Regions from separate parts of the Mus musculus genome. Here all the other regions are linked to region 1. The links are chromatin contacts, called in public Hi-C and Micro-C maps. All regions are on one chromosome and are shown on one strand. The core of a region is the stretch at or near the end of the contact, and the rest is flanking DNA. Distances in the headings are between cores, read along the strand shown.

Evidence for each region. Hi-C and Micro-C count contacts between places; a contact is called where the count stands out from the background.
Region 2: a Micro-C map of trophoblast stem cells shows a contact between it and region 1, with 8 times the contacts expected there. The contact joins the enhancer-like site here to the promoter of 9230102O04Rik in region 1. A contact is called at or near these places in 6 of 39 promoter capture datasets (cranial neural crest, embryonic stem cells, liver and 1 more), 1 of 15 datasets of contacts at CTCF or cohesin (stem cell-derived epiblast-like cells), 37 of 484 Hi-C or Micro-C datasets (the AML12 cell line, the Ba/F3 cell line, the N1E-115 cell line and 15 more), 3 of 115 datasets of contacts at active chromatin or transcription factors (astrocytes, embryonic stem cells and neural tube) and 2 of 9 other capture datasets (embryonic stem cells and pancreatic islet).
Region 3: a Hi-C map of LSK cells shows a contact between it and region 1, with 4 times the contacts expected there. The contact joins the promoter of Itih5 here to the promoter of 9230102O04Rik in region 1. A contact is called at or near these places in 1 of 39 promoter capture datasets (liver), 6 of 484 Hi-C or Micro-C datasets (LSK cells, the N1E-115 cell line, embryonic stem cells and 3 more), 1 of 115 datasets of contacts at active chromatin or transcription factors (bone marrow-derived macrophages) and 2 of 9 other capture datasets (adipose tissue and liver).

Annotation. Positions count from the first base shown.
Region 1 is chr2:9,888,160-9,890,902 of GRCm38.p6, forward strand. 9230102O04Rik (RIKEN cDNA 9230102O04 gene) reads right to left here and starts at 1,381. Exons shown (of 4, transcript NR_040511.1): 1 at 1,053-1,381.
Region 2 is chr2:10,283,366-10,286,108 of GRCm38.p6, forward strand. No RefSeq gene overlaps it. Among named protein-coding and RNA genes, the nearest start is that of Gm31496, 23 kb to the right of the region's middle. Within about 2 kb of position 1,361, at least 46 of the 459 cell types and tissues checked have an H3K27ac peak or open chromatin away from gene starts, as enhancers often do. A contact at or near this core is called in Sertoli cells, muscle stem cells, trophoblast stem cells and 1 more, where this site is marked.
Region 3 is chr2:10,152,114-10,154,856 of GRCm38.p6, forward strand. It overlaps Itih5 (inter-alpha (globulin) inhibitor H5), which reads left to right and starts at 1,430. Exons shown (of 14, transcript NM_172471.2): 1 at 1,430-1,642. The coding sequence starts at 1,553.

The DNA of each region.
Region 1 (2,743 bases), core at 131-2,630:
TTCTATGGGCACGGTCAGGAGTGAACATCGTATGAAGAGCTAACAAACTAGTAAGCCTTCAAAAGTGTTTTCTTTCTCTCAAGGTTTGGGTTTATACGGGCACCCCCATTCCCAAAAGTAGTCTCTTTGCCTTTACTTCACACCACTGCTGCAGCGGCCACCACCACCCTTTAGTCGGGATTAGTAAAATAGAATTTGAATGTTTTTGGCTGGACTTGATTGCTGCTGTCTAATCCAGGCATAGAAGAATATTCATCAGAGTTAAAAGGATCCTATGGGTCCCAATTGTCTTAAATTATTTCATGAGGAAATTTTATTTTTGAGGAGAAAAATAAAAAAATAAAAACAGGAACTAGAAGCAGTCAAGGGAAAATTCTATAAAGGAAATGAAGCTGTTTGCCCTACCCAGGACCCAGATAACTGCAGTGTCCTGCTTGGAGTAAACACACACACACACACACACACACACACACACACACCTTCCCATTCCCATCCAATAGCAAGGGCATCTGAATCATGTACCAAGAGAATCTACCACGAGTACATTTCAGCTAGAGTGAAATGAAACCCTTCAAACACCGAGGTAGAAAAGGGTCAGGGTCCATTTGTTTTGGCAGGTTGAATTTTCCCTTCACAATATTTTTGCAAAAAAAATATGGAGGCTGACTTTTAAAATAAATATATCCTTGGGGAGAAATAAAACAAAGTTTTGTCCGTGGCTGAACCATGAAGTCAATAAGTTGGGGCTGCTCCAACCGGTTGGGTAGAAAGAGGTGACTCAGTGTTCAGCTTTGGGGTGGTCAACTCCTGGGAGAAGGAGACCGGTCAGAGCCTACGGAACTGTTGAGGTGGGGCGGAAGACAGAGGAGAAAGGAGAAGCTGGGAGTCCCGAAAGTGTTAGTCGGCACCCGTGGAGTGGCGAGAGCTACCGGGTGATGGATGTCACGTTGCAGAGTGGGTGATACCAGGATAGGCACGCTTTTCTCCTAGATACTGTCAGCGACCTGTCTCTACCTCCACAAACCTGAAATTCTTTCCATTTAGACACCAACCCGTCTGCGCCTCGGCGGGGCGTCCTCTGGGGTGCGATGAACCCAAGAGTGGAGCAAGCTGAGAACACCATTTGCCAATCTGGCAAAAGGAAAGAAGGGGATCTTCTGGTCCATTGGGGAACCCGGAAGAACCATCTTCGCCAAAGCAATCCTGCCAGTCCCCAGCCCTGTCGCTCCAGCTCTCCGCCACCAAGTGGCAGAGTCACACTCTCCAGTAAGCTGTGAGGACTAGGCTGGAGCCATGCTCTTAACAACCTATGCCCAACCTGTTGCCCTAATGCACCCTATGAACTGTCCAGGAAAGCCGTGGGTCCTGGGAAGATGTGACTGGCTTCCGGGAAGCGTAAGAGACACAAGTACCCTTCCTCCTTACGCGCGACTGGATGGGGGCTGGAGCAGAGACCAGAGAGGCACGCATGTGCCCACGTGACTACAACAGTTGATCCTCCCAATCCCCTGCACCCAGCGGTATCTAGATCTCACTTCTGGGTCTCGCGGGCGGGTGGGGCTTTTTACGGTTTCCCCATGCTTCCCATTCACTTCCCATTCAATGCTTCTTGTCCCCCTTTAAGGTCCCTGCTGTCCCTCCTCCTCTTTCTCCTTACCTTCAACAAGTTCGCCTCCAATTTGAAAGCCTCTTTTTCCTTAGAATGTACGTCCTATAGGGGCACTTCCGAACCAAAGCAGACTTTCTTCCCTCTCCCACTCCTCTTACTAAAGCTCCCTCGCGAGCACCTTCTGTCCCCCAGGTCTCCTCGGGTCTGCTCTGCCGGCCTCGCCGCGCTCCTTCCCTTCTGCCGACACCGGCTCCGGATTGAACACTGCTCTAAAACGTAAAGAGCTGTGAAAATGCGGTCGCGTGCCCCACCCCCAACCCCGTCATTGCTCCCAAAAGTCTTAACTGGAGGAAGTTGGGCTTCCAAAGAAACTTGGAGGCTAAAAAAGAAAATCCTAAGAACTACAGTGGTCTGGCTGGGGCTAAAGGCATGATCTGATTCTCTTAACAGACAGAAGGGTGGACAGGGGAGTTGGGGGGCGGGGGGGGGGAGTATTGAAGTGGGAAGGGAATGAGGTAAAGAGAGAGGGTCCAGCGCAGTAGCACCCCTTTAATAGATTGCCCTGTCCTCAGCACTCCGGAGGCAGAGGCAGGTGGGTCTCTAGCTGGTCAGCCTGGTGTACAAAGCAGGACTGAGAACCCCTGTGTCGAAAAGGAAAACAAAAAGTGGAGATGAAGGGGGAAGTGAGGGAAAGGCTCTGAGGCATTTATTCCTGATTACTGGACATCGCCTGAGCACAGTACAAGGATAGTGCTCTAAGAAACCACGAGTCGCTGTCTGATTTTACAACGGAGTTGCTTTCCGGTTGAAATTTCAATTTCTGTCTCTGTCTCTCTCTTTGTCTCTGTCTCTGTCTGTCTGTCTCTCTGTCTCTGTCTGTCTGTCTGTCTGTCTGTCTCTCTCTCTCTCTCTCTCTCTCTCTCTCTGTGTGTGTGTGTGTGTGTGTGTGTGTGTGTGTGTGTGTGTGACAAGAAATGACATTGCCTCATTCAGTGGTGATAACAGTAGTTCACGCCAGGGTTGCTGGAAGCTGCCCTGAGAACAGGACGGTCCCATCACTAATTTTAGGGAGTGTTTTCATTGAGGATGTTTGTGTGTTCTCTGGACACATAGATCACAAAGACACAGGCCAGT
Region 2 (2,743 bases), core at 111-2,610, 400 kb after region 1:
AGAGCTGTAGCCCAACTCCTTCCAACTCCTCCCAACTCCTCAGCTAGCTGTTAAAAGCCCCCTACTGTTACCGCTGAGGTCGAACTCCCCTGCCCTGCGAGGAGGAAGGAGTTCGTCCTCAGCTGGCTGATAATAAAACCTCTTGCAGTTTGCACCATGTGTGGTTTTTCACATTGGGGTGCAACTCATCCAGGGACTTGAGCAGAGGCCCAGCTTCGGGGGTCTTACAATGTCTGGCTTGGTTGTGGCCTCTCTGCACTGAGTCTCAATTTCTGACTATTTTAGGGACAAACAGGAAAACGCTGCTGCTTATTTGACATCTGACAAGAGAGGAGGGGGTTGCACAAAGCCACACGCAGAGGGCACAGACTAATTTCTGTGTGTCCCACCTAGTATAGACTCTGGAATGAAATGGTAGGAACTGACCCAGGTTCTCACAGTTGAATCCTATTGCAAAATCCTGTCTCATTTCTAAGAACTCCACTGCTACAGGTGGCTTAGAAACAAACAAAACCTCCCCCAGAGCTAGCCTCATCCCAGAGCAAAGGTAACATACAACAGAGCTATTCTAGTCCGAATCCACGGAGGTTTTCTTGACCACTGTTCACCCAATAGGAGTTGAAGAAAGGAAAGCTTATCGTGACTTTGTAGAATCTGTCTGCTTGAAAAGCAACATTGTGTCAAAGAATATGTCAATTATAGATAAACTTGAGACTGCCGAGTGCAACTTTGGCCATTTCCTGCTGTTGTAAAGAGTGAAAACTAAGTATGCATACGAGCGTGTATGGAAAATTCAACTAATTTTGCTTATATACTTCCATTCTCCGGGGAAAGATTTTTGTCTGTCACAGTGATTCCACTATAGAAACTAAATTGAAAGACTTGTATTTTATTTATCTTCATAATAACCATGTTTGTGTGTAACAACACCATTTTCTTCTCACAAAAGTAAGGAGACTGAGGTGGGAAAGCCTGTTCACAAATCAGAGCACTGGGTTACATCCCTCCACACGAGCCAATGACATCTTTCCAAGTAAGCAGTTCTGGTGCCATACAACACTACTGTGATCCCAGCACCAAGAGACTTCGGTAGGGGGATTTGGAGTTCAAAGTAGACCTGAGCTACGCAGAGAAACTCCATCCAACGAAAAAAATAATAAAGAGATTAAAAAAAGAATAAAACTATTATAAGCAGAAGGAAAAAGAAAATCGGTAATAGTTTTGTGCTCTTGTAAATACTGGATTTGTCTCATTTGACTTTCATGATTTGCTATGTAACAAAATCAGACAACTAGGAACAGCGTGTACCTCCTCCCCACCAAACTTGACCCTCCAGACTAACAAGCAACTAAGCAAGAGCAAGAGCGCCACCCAGGGAGAAACCCTGATGCTCCCTCTTCATCACGTGTTGAAAGGGATTAACCGAGCTCTCCCAGGGCGGCTTTTGTCCTCTACGTCCTTCACACATTTTACTTAAAGAGAAAGTGCAAGAAGACTCAGAGCCTGTCCATTATGTCCTCAGATTTATTGACACGGAAAGTCAGGCCTGAGTGTGAAGGGAGGATCAGAACCCCTGCCCCGTGCCTTTATAAAGCCTTTTCCTTCCTCCTGCTTCTCTTTAATCACAGCCTTTGTGAGGGAAACCTTTGAAGCAATCTCCTCTTTCTCCCCAGGGACTTCCCCCCAGCTTCCCTGGTTACTAGGGCTCTCTCTCCCTGTGGCCTGATCAATTTCAGTAAAAATATTTAAAGCATGTGGCATTGTAATTAAGTGAGCCGATTGTATCCCCATCAGTGTGCAAGACAACAAAACTGTTGTCTGGGGTCCCTTCCAAGGAGCACGGAGGCTGAGTGGAGCCAGTCTTAGTTCATCTGGATTGATTTTTATTTTTTGAAGTGGCTTGTTTGGGGGTAAAGACAGATACTACAGGCTGGGTAAATTATGCGTGTCACTAGGACCGGAAGGAAAATTTGCAGAGGCGTTCTCTAGTATGATTTCCAACTCAGTAGTTTAATTTCTGAACAAAGGTGTCCAATTTCTAGCAGTTAAACCCTCAGTCAGAATAGCTTGTCTTCCAGCAGTGGTCAGTTGCCCACCACAGCTTGCTATCTATCTATCTATCTATCTATCTATCTATCTATCTATCTATCTATCTATCTATCTATCTATCTATTTCTACCTACCTACTTTTCTGCCTGTCATCTGTTCTTTTGGTAAAATAACAACCTCAATAGTGTCTCCAGTGACTACTTATGCTGGGAGCTGCCCCCCACTATTTCAGAGCTGCTGGCTGTCTTTCCTATGTGCCTACCCCCTTCCCTTTATCTTTAAACCATGATTTAGAGGATCTGAAGAGATGGCCCAGCAGTTAAGAGCACTTAAATCTCATGTGAAAGACCAGAGTTTAGTTCCCAGCACCACCTGCTTATAATTCCATCTCTAGTGTATCTGATGCATATGTGTGAACTATCAAGCGTATGTAAGCAAACACACACACACAAGCAAACACATAAATAAAATAAACCCTTTTTATAAGTAAAATGTAAAGGGACAATTAAGAAAAAAGAATTTGAGAATCAAATTCAAAAGGTGCTCTTAGAGAGGGCAGAATGGCCGGTGAAGACAGCCCGTGTACAAAGTTGACCCGAAGCAGGGCAGCTGGGGAGAACCTGAAGCTCTTCCCAGGTGTGGGACCCACACAGAGATGGGAAGGGTGGGCGGTACGTTTGCTTCAATTCTTCGC
Region 3 (2,743 bases), core at 180-2,679, 260 kb after region 1:
CCTTAGTGAGAATAGCAACTGTAAACAACCTGTTTGCTGCCAGGTTTCTATGTGGTTTCTGTGTGGAAACCTGGCTGGAGCAGCCTTTCTTCCTGCTGGCTGTGTGCCTTTTAAATTACTGGGTGATTAGGCTAATTAAATGATTAACGTTGACGACCAGGATCTTCCTTTCATTTATTTCACAGTAGCACCAAGTTTGCTTGTTCGAACTTCTCCTGATTTCTCTGCAGAACGAACACCATTGCTCTAAGAATAATAAGTGGGATGTTTTAAGAGGAGGTGGCTGCTCAAGCCATAATGCCTACTGTTGCTGATTTTTGTGAAGTGTATTCCTGTGTGTTTTTACCTAGTTATGATGTGTCAGTTGATGTGGTTCTGTGATCTGACATCCCTACACCCACCATCACACTGCCAACACTCTCTGTGTTTCTATAGACCTCATGATTATTATTGGCTGTCTAACGGGACATATCGTGCCTAGGATGGGGGCAGCCACTTCCCCATTTTTGGTCACAGAAGCCCGTTTCTCACCCTATCTAGATAGATGGAATTGCCAGAGACAGAGTATGTCTTTGAGACAACTGCCTTTTGCACTAAACACATAGCTACATTATTTGTGCACAGGGCAAAAAGACTGCCCCTCCCCCCACACCTACGGTTGCAAAAGGTCAGGCATGGCAGGTTCACCGGAAGTGGTTTTCCTGTGGCAAGTCAGAAATAGAACCAACATTCTGTAATCAAGATACATGCTACTCATTCCCCAGCTAAAATCCAAACAGGTTCAAATGTTCTATGTTCTCAAAAGCGAACGCAGGTTCTCTTTTCTGTCCTCCAATACCAGAGTTCATCAATTAAATGGGACAATGCAGCTTGTGTGCCTTAGACCATCAGTTGTCATCTCGTGTTATTTGTGACTCTAGCATTGGTGGCAGATACTAAGGGCGGGCCCCTGTCAACTTTAGACTTCAGGTGAGCTCTAAAAGCTGATCTGGGCAACAGGAATTATGCAAATCCTAAAGCGAAGGAAACCGGGGGATGAAGGGTTGGAGTGATGTACCTGGCAGCTACAGGCAGAGGAAACAAGTTCCACTGAAGTTTGTTGACTGCATGCAGGACAAAGTTCGCTTCGCTGTGCACTCAACTAGGGCAGGTCTGGAGTCTTTTCCTCCTGGAACCAAACATGGGAACCCAGTAGCTCCTCAAGCTGGAGGATGGAGGTGGTGGCCTGCAGAAAGCTGGCCTGCGGTCAACCTTGGAGCCCAGGGGAGGCAAAACTAGGATCATAGGGATCATAGGGTGAGTTGTGGGCGGAGCCAAGGATGCCCTCTAAACTCCCCAAGGGACAGAGAGGCGTGGCCTGGGGTAGTGGTAGTGCGGCGACAGGCGACAGGACTCAGGATGGCCTGAAGGGCATAAAGGGGGCGGGGACATTGATGGGCGGGGCTTTGGTGGAGGAAGGGCTGGATGCAGCGTGTTTCTCTGCAGCCGCGGCTCCTCCAACTCCCTGAAAAACCTTCGCTGTCCCAGAGAGGTCGCGCGCTCTGGCTTCGCCATGCTCCTGCTGCTAGGGCTGTGCTTGGGGTTGCCCCTCTTCTCAGAGTCCCAGGAAGAGGCAAGGAGTTGGGACGACACCTCGGAGCAAGTAAGTAGGGGAAAGAGCTGTGGGAGCCAGCGACTCTGTCCCTTCCCTCCATCTCCCTGGGGCTTATGGCTTCTGGACAGGCTGGAATTGATCTGTAGGATGCAAGGAAGGGGGGAGGGGGATCGCCTTCCTCTGGGTCTGCACTGTTTCTTTTCCCAGTCTTCAGCATGGGGACTTTCCCATCTGTTGGTCACTTGTGCTACTTCTGAGTGGTCCTCAGCGCCTGCTCCGTGCCAGATTCTCGCAGAGCCGTACATGGAACTTCAAAGTTGTGCAGAATCCAATGTTCTTGTTAGCTCCCGCTGCCTACCAGATTCCTATCCGTCCTTACAAATTTCTGAGAAGGCTCCTGCCCAGCAGTTCATTGAAAGTTTCCGAAAATCTTAGAAGTGTGAGATGGTTAACTGTTAGCTCTCACCCGGGAAGCGGGGGGGGGGTGGGGGGGGGGGTGGGGGGGTGGGGTCGATAGCTGATTAAAAGCCTTAAACTCCTGGAAACTTCAACACTCTCCACCCAAACATGGGAAAACCCAATTTGCCCTCTGGTTCTTATTAATTGTGAGTAGTTTACTGGAGGTCCCACAATTAAGCCAGTGTCAAGCTCAGGTACTTGGTGCATACGTCAGAGTTTGTGTTTTAAGTTCATAACCGCACAGATGACAACAGCTCTGCAAATGAAAAGGTTCAGTCCAGTGTCTGACCACTGGAAACGTTCCACGAAAACTGTCAAACAGATATGTCCTAACATCCCTGTAAGGATCCTGTAGGAGAAGCGAGCTTTTGTGGAGGTGTAGGAGAAAAGTAGGCTTGGGTCCAAAGAAAGGCTGGTCCCCACTCTGCCTACTCTGCCATTTACAGCTGTCCTGAGCACACTCCATATTTGAATGCAATGTATTTTCTCTGCAAGGCATGCTGTTCTATGGGGCTAGGGCTGGACTAAAGCCTGCTATTAACCCAGGCTGGCTTTGAACTCTCAGTCTTCCAGTCTGACTCTTCCAAATGCTGGGATTATAGGTGTGCATCGTGTCTGGCTTACAATTCCTTTTGAGCATATAGCAAGGACCTGGTATCCAGCAGGCACTCAATAAATGAGAGATATTTT